Regions from separate parts of the Mus musculus genome. Here region 2 is linked to region 1. Evidence: chromatin contacts called from public Hi-C data. All regions are on one chromosome and are shown on one strand. The core of a region is the stretch at or near the end of the contact, and the rest is flanking DNA. Distances in the headings are between cores, read along the strand shown. Region 1 overlaps Traf3ip3 (TRAF3 interacting protein 3). Region 2 has its middle 30 kb from the start of Gm31870.

Evidence for each region. Hi-C and Micro-C count contacts between places; a contact is called where the count stands out from the background.
Region 2: a contact with region 1 is called in a Hi-C map of rod photoreceptor, with 4 times the contacts expected there. The contact joins two enhancer-like sites. A contact is called at or near these places in 1 of 484 Hi-C or Micro-C datasets (rod photoreceptor) and 1 of 9 other capture datasets (pancreatic islet).

Annotation. Positions count from the first base shown.
Region 1 is chr1:193,185,831-193,191,274 of GRCm38.p6, forward strand. It overlaps Traf3ip3 (TRAF3 interacting protein 3), which reads right to left. Exons shown (of 16, transcript NM_153137.4): 9 at 1,269-1,340. Among named protein-coding and RNA genes, the nearest start is that of Traf3ip3, 13 kb to the right of the region's middle. Within about 2 kb of position 3,416, at least 190 of the 459 cell types and tissues checked have an H3K27ac peak or open chromatin away from gene starts, as enhancers often do. A contact at or near this core is called in rod photoreceptor, where this site is marked.
Region 2 is chr1:193,622,522-193,627,965 of GRCm38.p6, forward strand. No RefSeq gene overlaps it. Among named protein-coding and RNA genes, the nearest start is that of Gm31870, 30 kb to the right of the region's middle. Within about 2 kb of position 3,225, at least 22 of the 459 cell types and tissues checked have an H3K27ac peak or open chromatin away from gene starts, as enhancers often do. A contact at or near this core is called in rod photoreceptor, where this site is marked.

The DNA of each region.
Region 1 (5,444 bases), core at 2,166-4,665:
ACTAAGGAAGCTGGTGGGAGGGTCACAAGTTCAAGGTCAGCCTAATAACTACACCTTTCTCAACAACAAACAAATTAAAGATTTGCATTCTGGCTTACATGCTTGTCACTTAAAAGTCTGATGGGCATATTTTAACTAAGAGCCTAACAAAGCAGCTCACATTGAAAACAAGCAAACATGTAGACCTGGAAACCTATAGACCAGTGAGTGGTTTTCAGCTTCCTCATGCCGCAACACTTTAATACAGCTCCTTATGTTGTGGTGAGCCCAACCATAAAATGTCTTTCACTGTTACTTCATAACTGTAATTTTGGTACAGCTATGATAATTGTAATGTAAATAGTTTTGGAGATAGAAGTTTGCCAGAGGGGTCATGACCCACAGGTTAAGAACTGCTGCTATAGACACTATAAACTATTCTCAGCTGCATAGGAAATTACTGATCCCTCTGGTGCCACATGAGAGAAGCCCAACCATTCCCTTCCTACTTATGTTTCCTTCAATATTTCTTACACGCACGTGTGTGTGTGTGTGTGTGTGTGTGTGTGTGTGTGTGTACTTGCCACATACACAGAGTGTGTGTAGAGGTCAGAGGACAACTTGTGAGGGAGATGCAGATCTTTCCTCCTACTATATGGATCCCAGAGACTGAACTCAGGCCTTTAGGCTTGGTGGTAAGCACCTACTAAGCCTTCTTGCTGGCCCCTGTTCTCCCATCTCTCCACCTGTCAGGGGGACTGATTTTCTTTTATTGTAACATGGGGATAGGCCAAATCAAGAGATTACTGGAGTTGAACACTTACATCACTTTCTTTAGACTCTTGAGTTTTTGCTTTCTCAGGGTTCCTGCTAAAGAAAACAAACACAAACAAACAAACAAAACCCCTTCTTCCTGAGATGAAAACTATTTTTGTGATTTTCTGTTAGACCCTCTTCACCTGTCCTCAGATTGGGTTCTGTGGAGACTGACTGTGTGGTGTGAACCTTTACCAACGGCTTCTCCCTATATTTCCTTAGGAGCCAGCAACATGTTTAGTGTTGGAATCCCTTCCCAGGGTACAAAAGCATGCATGGTAGGACAAAGAAGGGCAGTTGGAGGTGGTTACACGGCCAATTAGGGACAGCATGACATAGACAAGCACAGTGAGGTAAGAGTTAGTGTGCTAATCTCCATTTGGTAGCATTTCTAGAAGGCAGAGCTAAGATCCAAACATTTCAACTTTATTGACATTAATGTGCTGGAAATTAGTGTTCTCCAGGATGCTTACCTGCAGGCAGGTGTAGAGCTGGTTTTCTAGGGATCTTAGTTTGCCCTTCAGCTTGTCTTCATTAAGCTGTCCCTAAAATAAACAGGATTAGTTAGTAAGCTAAGGAAAAAACAACCAACCAACCAACCACAAAGAGGCTTGTTACATCTCTCCAGCCCTGTCCCACAGCCAAAGCTTGGTGCTGTGGGTTGAACCCCTCTAGGTGCAGAGATGGCTAAGGCACTCTGAGGGGAAGTTGGTTTTCTCTCTGTAGGCCTAGGGTGATCCTGATTGGCCCCAAATTCTCTTTGTATCTTGAATTTCTCTAACAAATGGCCCAGACAGCAAAGAAGGCCATAGAGAGGGAGGTTTCTAAACTGCCCCCTACCCCCAGCTTTCCTTGCCTTCTCTCATCCTGGACCTGGACCTTTGTCTGTAGAGCACAGGTATGAAGCTAAATGAGGTCTTTGCTCCTGGGGAGGATCTGATTTGTTCCAGCTCCTTGTTAGGGGTTGAAGTGTGTTTGTTCACCCTTCAGTTTGTATGCTGCAGTGAGCTACAGTATTCTATGTAGAACGGGAGCATATTTGGAGGTTGTGATGGTTTAAATATGCTTGGCCCAGGGAGTGGCACTATTAGGAAGTGCGAACTTGTTGGAGTAAGTTTGTCACTGTGGTCATGGGCTTAAGACCCTCATCCTAGTTGTCTCGAAGCCAGTATTCTGCTAGAAGCCTTTAGTTGAATATGTAGAATTCTCAGAGCCTCCTGCACCATGTCTGCCTGCATGCTGCTATGTTCCCACCTTGATGATAATGGACTGAACCTCTGAACCTGTAAGCCAGCTCCAATTAAATATTGTCCTTATAAGAGTTTCCTTGGTCATGGTGACTGTTCACAGCAGTAAAACCCTAAGACAGAGGCTGTACCTTCAATGAAGTTAAATGCAGTCAAATGAATTTAGTCTAGTCTGGTAGTGTTTTTCTAAAACAAGACCAGAACACAAGGTTAAACTGAGGGAAGACCACAGAAGACAAGATGGGTGTTGGCAGCCCATTCAGCAGGAGGGGAGACTGGTACTGGTGATACCTTGATTTCAGGGCCCAGGACAGTGGGGCAAAGGTTTCTGTCATGGCAGTCCTTGCATTTCACACCCTTCATATCCACTGAGAGTTCCTAGAGCCCCTCAGAATGTTCAACTCTCTTGTATGTAAATGTGTACTTTTATCTAAGGCGTATGTATATCTTCCTGTATGCTTAAAGTCGTCCCTGACTCTCACACACAGTACACTGGAAATACCATGGAAATGTCAGCTATAACGTATGGACTTGGCACTAATTACAAGAAAGACAAGAAAAACAGGATTTCCCCCCCCACCCCCTTTCAGTTATACTCGATCCAATGTTGGTTGAATCTGAGGCTTTGGAACCTGTGGCTGTAGAGGAATGACTACTGGTGTGTGTGTTCCTCCCTATCTGGCAGGACTCCTGAGAAATTCCTTGAAAAGTGAGAAATGGACCTACAGATACGAAACAGAGTAGGTGTGGACACGGGGAGGGGTAAGAGGGCCTCTTGGAAAGTCACAGAGCGATTCAGAAGCTGGGTCAACCTAATAGTCTGTCCCTGCCCCGTCCCGTGAGCCCCAGGTCCTGAGGTGCCTCGTGGCACTTTAAGGTAGGTATCCCTTGATCTAGGACCAAGCAGAGAAAGATGAGCAGAGGTGCAGTTCTGGCTTCTAGTCTTGTAGCATTTCAGCTATAAGATCCTTGTACCTGCATACATTGGAGCGTTTCACCTACTTTGCTGATCTTTGTACCTGTGTACACCCCCCTTGCCAGCCTTGAATTTTACCCAGGGGACATCTGTCTGGAGTAGTGGGGGTGTCAGTAATGAGAGTATGTTTTTTAGAGATAGAGCTGTGAGCAGTTAGTCTGTAGTGGTTTTCATATTCCTTCTCTGACTTGTCTACCCAAGTTCTGTGGGACTCTTGGAGTCCTTTCTCCAGGCCTGGATGTTGTGGCTCCTGGTGTCAAACTGACTTCCAGCCCTCATGGCTAAAAAGACTAGGGTGGAAGAGGGTGTCTGGGATGAGGTGGGCCTCCCTTTCTGGGAGTCGGGTGCCTGGGGAAGACAGGGAGTGGCATCGCACAGCTCCCGTTTGATCTTATTTGTTTAATTCTTCTAACTGTAGGGACCAGGGGGAGCCCCCACCCTTTCTGCTTCCTGTGTTATTCAGCTGGGCCTTGCAAAAGCAAAAATCTTTGCCAAAAACAATTTTCTAAAGTGCCTCCTACTATTAATGTTTTTCTCAGCCGCATGTGGGAAAGAGCAGAGAGAAAGGGATTTGGCATTTACAATAACCACAGGGCTTGGGACCAATGAGAGAGAAGGACAAAGGCTTCCACTGTTCGGGCGCAGGGGTAAGAGGTAGAACAGCTGCATTCCCCAGAGGGGCCTGTTCACTGTCAGTCTGGCGGCAACACACTAAGCTGGCCCCACCCCGCCCTGCTCTGCGTTGGTCTTCCCACTAACTGCATGCACTTTTCTTTGCCCAAAATCTACAGTGCAGAAGCCAGCCAAACCCACCAAGTTTAAAGACCAGGATCATCTCCTTATAGCGTGGAAGGGACACAAGCCCCAGACAGAGTCCTTGGAATGTCCTCTGGGCACCTTCCTATTCTGTAGTATCATGCTCAATTCAGTGTTTTCCTCTCCCAAGGGTTTATGTATCTCAGCCAACCCCCAGATTATTTTTCCATTTATGTTGCAATGCAAGACAATTTACAGTATCCCCTTTCAAGTAGGAATAGGGGCTGCCACCCAAGTCTAGGGCATGAACAAAATCTCTTGTACATAGAGCTCTGCTTCCCAGACTCCATAAGGCAAGCAGGAAAGTCCCAGCCATGTTCACGTTGCTGCAAGTGGAGCACAGGATTTCCTGCCCCCGCACCCTGACTCTACCCATGCTGACGACTGTGTTAGAGTATCTGAGAAGCTCTAAGGCTACAGACCTTACCCCAGGAGCCTGGAGCATCTTGGAAAGGAGAGGAAGGCAGTGAGGAGGCCACACACACACACACACACACACACACACACACACAGAGTGTTGATCCAAGGCTTTAGATCCTGCTACTGTTTGATCCTCCTGCCTCAGCTCTGTTTCCAGAAACGCCACACCTTCACCACAGAAGCCCCTTCCCATGGCTGCTCATCTCTCCCCTAACAGCTTGCATACTGGGTGAAGCCTGTTCCCTCTGTGTTGTCATCTCAGGATCTCAGTTATGCTTTGCAGAACTTAAAGCCCCAGTGCTCCACTCCTGCTTCCTCTGCAGGCAGAGCTACTTTTGTTCCAGTGGCCAGACCCCAGCTCTGGGTTCTCAGCAGTTCCTAGGGATGTCTTCAGGGGCACCAACCCTGGGGTTCTCCTGTAGATCTTACCATGAACATCCTTGCATGAGAAGCTGCAGATTCATATGTGGACCCGAATGGAAAGGACAAAGTAGACACTGGGCTTAAGCCTGAGTCCCAGGTCTGACCTCATTCATTCAGCTACTTTCCTAACACCATCAAATGAGGCCACGGTCCAATGGCTTACTGCAGTTGTCTCAGGAGGGGTGGAATTGGAAGTGTTTTGTTTTGGGAGAAGTAAGGGTTCTCAAGTGAACAGTTATGGATGACTTCTTAAATACAGGAAGCTAGAAGCTTGGGGTGGGAGAAACAAGAGAAGTGTGTGTGTGTGTGTGTGTGTGTGATGTGTGAGACCTGGGAAAGGTGGGAAGATGGGAGCGAGGAACCAAGCTGGAGCCTGGGGAAGAGCCTGGGATAAAATAACACCCTCCTCCAACTTTATGATAGAAATAGCTTAAAAAGGAAGGCAGGGGCTTAACATATAGCCCAGGCTGGCCTGGAGTTTGGAATCCTCCAGTCTCAGATTCCTGATATCTACATGAATAGCTCTTACAGTATCTGCCTCATTCCCACTAAGCACAGTTGGCCTGGGCTTTCTAGACTTCTCCAGGGCCCCACCCCTCACTCAGCTGGGCCTTTGATTAGAGAAGCTATGAACACAGATCAGATCATTCCTTTCTGTTCGGTTCTCTAGTGAACAAGCTGCTCCAAACAGGCAGGTTTCTCAACCTGGGTGAGGTATGCAGTTTCATGGTTTGGCCGTTCCAAAACAAAATGTCCGCTGTGACACT
Region 2 (5,444 bases), core at 1,975-4,474, 440 kb after region 1:
GTAGCTGGATATAGTAGTAGTAGTTTTATCTCTACTGTCCCCCTTGTTTTGACTCAGCATCTGGGTTACAGAATGCATTCATTTAGTGGACTTTGAATCATGAGTCATTTATTCCCTCCTCCCATCTATGTATGCAGAAGAATATTCTGTGTGTGGCTGAAAACAAGAACCACAGCATCAACAGTACAGCAGGCCAGGCCACAGCCTCATGGGATTTAGATTTATTTTAGCAGAAGAAGTGAGGTAGCAGGTCTGACAGGATTTGGAAGAATACAAGGTGATTCTCTCTGTGCCCCATGATTCCTCAGAGAAAGGATCATCAGTGGGTGTCACTGTAATTGGGGCAAGCTTCAGCGGGAGGTTTCTGAGGGAGTCCCTGACCTCCATGGCCATCAGTGACAAAGCTGCAAACGTGTGAGCACATACAAGCTTGAGGTTTCTGTCCTTTGTCAGCCACATGGATGCATGTAGTAGCATTCACACTGTTTTAGCTCTGTGGCCTGCAGAAGACAGGAGCCAAGTGCCAGAGCATTTGCTAGCATGTGAAGTCCTTGATTTGTGGTTCCACCCCCTCTGTCTCTGTCTCTGTCTCTGTCTCTGTCTCTGTCTCTGTCTCTGTCTCTGTCTCTCTCTCACACATACACATACACACACACTCTAAATCACATATTCACACACATTCACATATACTCACACAATACACTCACACACATTCACACACTCACACACTCACATACTCTCACACACAAACACAGTCACATACATACACACTTTCTCTTACACATACATACACACATACACACATTCACACAATACACTTACATACTCTTACATATACTCATACACACGGGGCAGGGGGAGGAAAGTTCCTTACACTAAAGTGTGTATTCACCCCATACCCAGAAATTTAGTGATCTGTGGACAGTGGCTTTATGAGGAAGGGAACCATTCTTTTACATTCTTGCTCTGAGCACATTTCTTTTTAAAAATTTATAAAGTTTTTTATTAATTCTTTGAGAATTCATACATTTATATCATATTCACCCCCAATCACCCCTCCATCTTCTCAGATACACCCACAACTCAAATTCATTTCTTAAAAAGAAGCCAAAACAAATAATCTATTGTTTTTCACCCCTTACTCCATTTTCTGTGCCATGGTGATTTATTATTAAACCAGGGCTGTTAAATGTTGCTGGTGGCATTTTCCTTCTGGGCACGTGACAACAACGGTGTTTAAATCTCTAGCCAAACATCTACTCAGGGACATGATGCCCAGGAGCTCAAAGTCTGCCTCCTCTGACATTATTATTACCCTGTGATTCTGGTGTTATTGCCTTCTTTCTGGTGTGGTTTTCAGATTCACATCTCTGGGCTTGGCACAGCCTTCCTTGGTCTGAGCCTGCCTGTCTTGCACTGCAGTGCTTCTTCATTCCACATTGTATCGGCCATATTTGTTTTATCTAACGTCCCAGGGTTAATAGAAAGAGATGGAGTCAGTTCTAAAATCCAAGTCTGTGATTCTGATTGGGTACCTGTTCCTGGCACAGACTGGCTCTTGTCCTTTCTAGCCCCTGGTGATGGCTCTTCCTACTGCCCCTTTAGATCAACTCACCTGATCATCTGATGCCTGCTTAACTTTGGCTCTAGTTCATGACCAATTAGTGTTGTTACTTGATCTAGGGGGTTATTGAAATATCAAAGGATCTTTATGGCAGTTAGAAATCAATCATTTATCTGAATTCCTAAACTGCCCTCATCATATTCCCTGCTGACCCATCTGGCATCTTAGGGATCTGCTCTCCTTGAAATCTAGTACTTAACACTCAGTGTGGCCAGATCTGCACTCTGTAGCTCAGCTGGCTGATGGCTAAAGACTGGACATTCATCATGATGCTGCCCAGTATTACCTACACCCATACCCTTGTCTGTAGTAGAAGGCTGCTGACACATGACCTTGTCTTTTCCTTCCAGAATCTTAATCAGCCCCCCACCCCGTGCCCTTAATGCTCACTGAGCTCTGATCTTGTATAGAACAGGCACCCCAAGTGGGATCAGGGATGGGTGTTCAACTGTGAGGTCTTTCATAAACTTGGTATAATTATAGTCCTGTTTCCAAAACAGCCATTTCTTCAACCTGTGAGGCACTTTGACCTGGCATCATGTGCTTTTCAAAGCAGTAGGTGGCAGTTCACTTGAGCAACTAAACCCAGGGTAAGCACCCCAGGCTCTCCAGGGGACAAAATAGCCTCAACTTCACTCTTGCAACAATACTTGTGAGTCTTCAGGCATTTTGTCAGACTTTTTACTATTCTAATGTGTGTGGAAAGAGACAGAAAAGAGTGAGGAAGAGAGGAGAGAGGAGAGAGAGAGAGAGAGAGAGAGAGAGAGAGAGAGAGAGGAGAGAGGAGAGGGGAGAGGGGAGAGGGGAGAGGGGAGAGAGGAGAGAGGAGAGAGGAGAGAGGAGAGAGGAGAGAGGAGAGAGGAGAGAGGAGGAGAGAGGAGGAGAGAGGAGAGAGGAGAGAGGAGAGGAGAGGAGAGAGAGGAGAGAGGGAGGAGAGAGGAGAGGAGAGGAGAGGAGAGGAGAGAGAGAGAGAGAGAGAGAGAGAGAGAGAGAGAGAGAGAGAGAGAGAGAGAGAGAGAGGAATTTATAGCTGAATGTCTCGTGGGATGGGAAGGAGAGCCCTGAGCTGCATGCTTCCTACTTTCCTCTAGAGGTTGCTATCAGGGTCATAAATCCTCGACCTTGGTAAAGCAGCTTGTCCCTTTAAGGCTATTAAAGGAACCTAGATGAGCTGCATTCCCAAACCAGCCTTGAGGATTACTCTGCCAGGTGGAAGGTGGCTGCCCATGAGGGAAAAGAGAAATTGCCTCCTACTATATCATTTCGGAGCTGTCCGCAGTTAATCCCCAGCCTGCTTAAAGCAGGCGGAATGTGAGATAGCTTCGGTCAATTGGCTGTTGCTTTTTTCTGTAACCCCAGGTTTTCTCCGAGGCAGCTGCTTATCCCAGTATGGCTGGTGTGGAAGGTGGGGGCCTGAGACATAGGCTCTGTGATAAGGAAGTGATCTGAGTAGGTGCCCAGCAGGAGTGGGGCAGATTTGGGGAATGTAAATGTTCCCTAAACAGAAGCTGAGTCTCAGAGAGGGAAATCAGGCCTGTTCTTGCTCAGCAGAAGGACTGTAGCTCAGGGGCAGACGTCACTCTTCAAAGGCTGAGGCTAATTTTCTCCCTGGATTAAGGAGATGATTCATAGGTTGGCGGTGTGGGCTGTGTGACCCACTTGGAGGTTGTCCTAGAAGCATCAATCATGCTGGGAACCAAGAGTCCAATCTTGACCACTGGCAAATATCTATTTTAGGTTGACCCTTGTCCTCACTAGCTAGAGGCAGAGAGTGTTATTCAGTCATGTCTAGAAACTTACTAAAGAATGACATGTGTGGTTCTTAAAAGTTAACTTTTAAAACATGTCCTTGGCATAGAGGATTCTGGGATTGGTTTATGACAAGTTTGGACCTTCTTTTGGTCGGAGGATTTTAGAGGTTTTGTGAGTACTTACCCCAACCTTCTGCTCTGGTATGAGCTCCCATGACATCTGTCTCTCTCTTACCCCACTGTTAGTGTGCACTTTCTAAAACAGCATAGTAATGATGTTACTAAAACTTTCCAAGTTAGTAAATTAGTGTTAGCTAAAATCCCTCCAGGGCCCCCAGAGTCTTCACTGTTCCATTCCAGGTTCTTAATGTGCCTTGCTCACTATCAATCTCTGGTTCTTTACTCTCATCTTCTCCCATCACTGTTTGCTCTGAACATCCCAGCTAACCACAAGAGCACTGTTCTCTGTGTGTGCATGCCTTTATCTTCTGCCCTTTAACTCATGCTGGCCTCTCCCCCAGAATTCCACATTCTGTACCACCAGTTGTAGGGCTGCCTCATCTGGACTATCTCCTCTCCTCTTCCCTCTTTCTAGATCCAGGCAGATCTAGATCTAGAGACAGGCAGATCTAGATCCAGTTTGTTTACTTTGCTGTTTTCCCAAAGCAATTAAATATATCGATGGAGGACTTATCAGTGCTTCACAAATCATTTATTTTGTTGTCATTGTTTACATATTGGCCTTCTCTATCCAACTTTGTCATTTTTCGGCTTCAGCATCTAGTACAATACCTGGCAGAGATGCTCTAAAGTTACAAAATAGAAGAGAGAGGAAAAAATAGAAAAAAAGAGAGAGAGAGAGAGAGAGAGAGAGAGAGAGAGAGAGAGAGAGAGAGGAAGGAAGGAAGGAAGGAAGGAAGGAAGGAAGAAAGAAAGAAAGAAAGAAAGAAAGAAAGAAATAAAGAAAGAAAGAAGACTGTACCATGTGGAAAAGAAGAGCAAGAAGAGATCTATAGGGACCAGGCTGGGAAGGCAACATCATCCCTACCCCTACCCTGTATAGACTCTCCAATCCTGCCTCCAGTCCCTCTGCAGGCACCATGTCTTCCATCATTTTCTTCCTGTTTTGTCAGTTCTAGTTGCTCTCAACTGCTGCAGACTGACATTGACCCCTTGTGACAAGCAGATCAACTCCTAATCTGCTAGAGCTCCAGTTTTTCTGGGATGTTGGCAAGCTCTTGACAGGTCCAGAGGAGAGGAAAGCTGTCAGCTCTCACTCTTCAGCACTCTGAACAGCTGAACAGCCAGTCCAAGGCTCAATTTGCACCTTTTGGTCCCCCGGGGCTGCTATGACTTTGATTGCTGCTTTAGGGCTCTTCAGTAGTTTCTCTTAAGGGATAAGTAGGATGGAGTGGTTGAGAACAACAATATTAGCCCTATTCTTGCATCTTCAAAGAGCAGCTCTGAAGTAGGGGTATAGGGAGGAGGGACCCTGGCATGCAGAGGGAAGGAGGGATAGATAGAGTAGTTTTACATTGCCCGTCAAATTTGAGCGCTAATGCCGAGATCGAGTTGGGAGACATTAAAAAGAATACAGGGATGAGTTAGTGTAAACAGCATCATCAGAAAGGCAGCCACAGATCCACACAGGGAGCAGAGCTAGCGCTCGGCTCGACTCAGTGATAATGAAGAAGGCAGCTAAAGCAAAGAGATCTCCCCGTCTGCCGCGTTTCTATCGCTTAATCAAAACTGACTCCAACTACTGCAGCTGCAAAAAAATGTTCCCAACCTTCCATTAATTTCCATACAATAACCCTCTAATGGGGAAGCCGTTCGGGGGAGGAGCGTAATCAATCTGGCCTAATGACACACCAGAGACCTGGGGAAAATGCAAACTTGGAGCAATTCGTGGCAGGTGCAACCTTGGAAAGCATTACCATTTTTCTAAGTTAATTTGTTCCCTTGATATGTTTGAAATCCATATTTGTACTTTAAAGGTCTAAAATGCAAGATGATTAAAAAATATAACCGGATTTTTGTAAACCGTTCAGCAGCAGCCAGTGATGTAT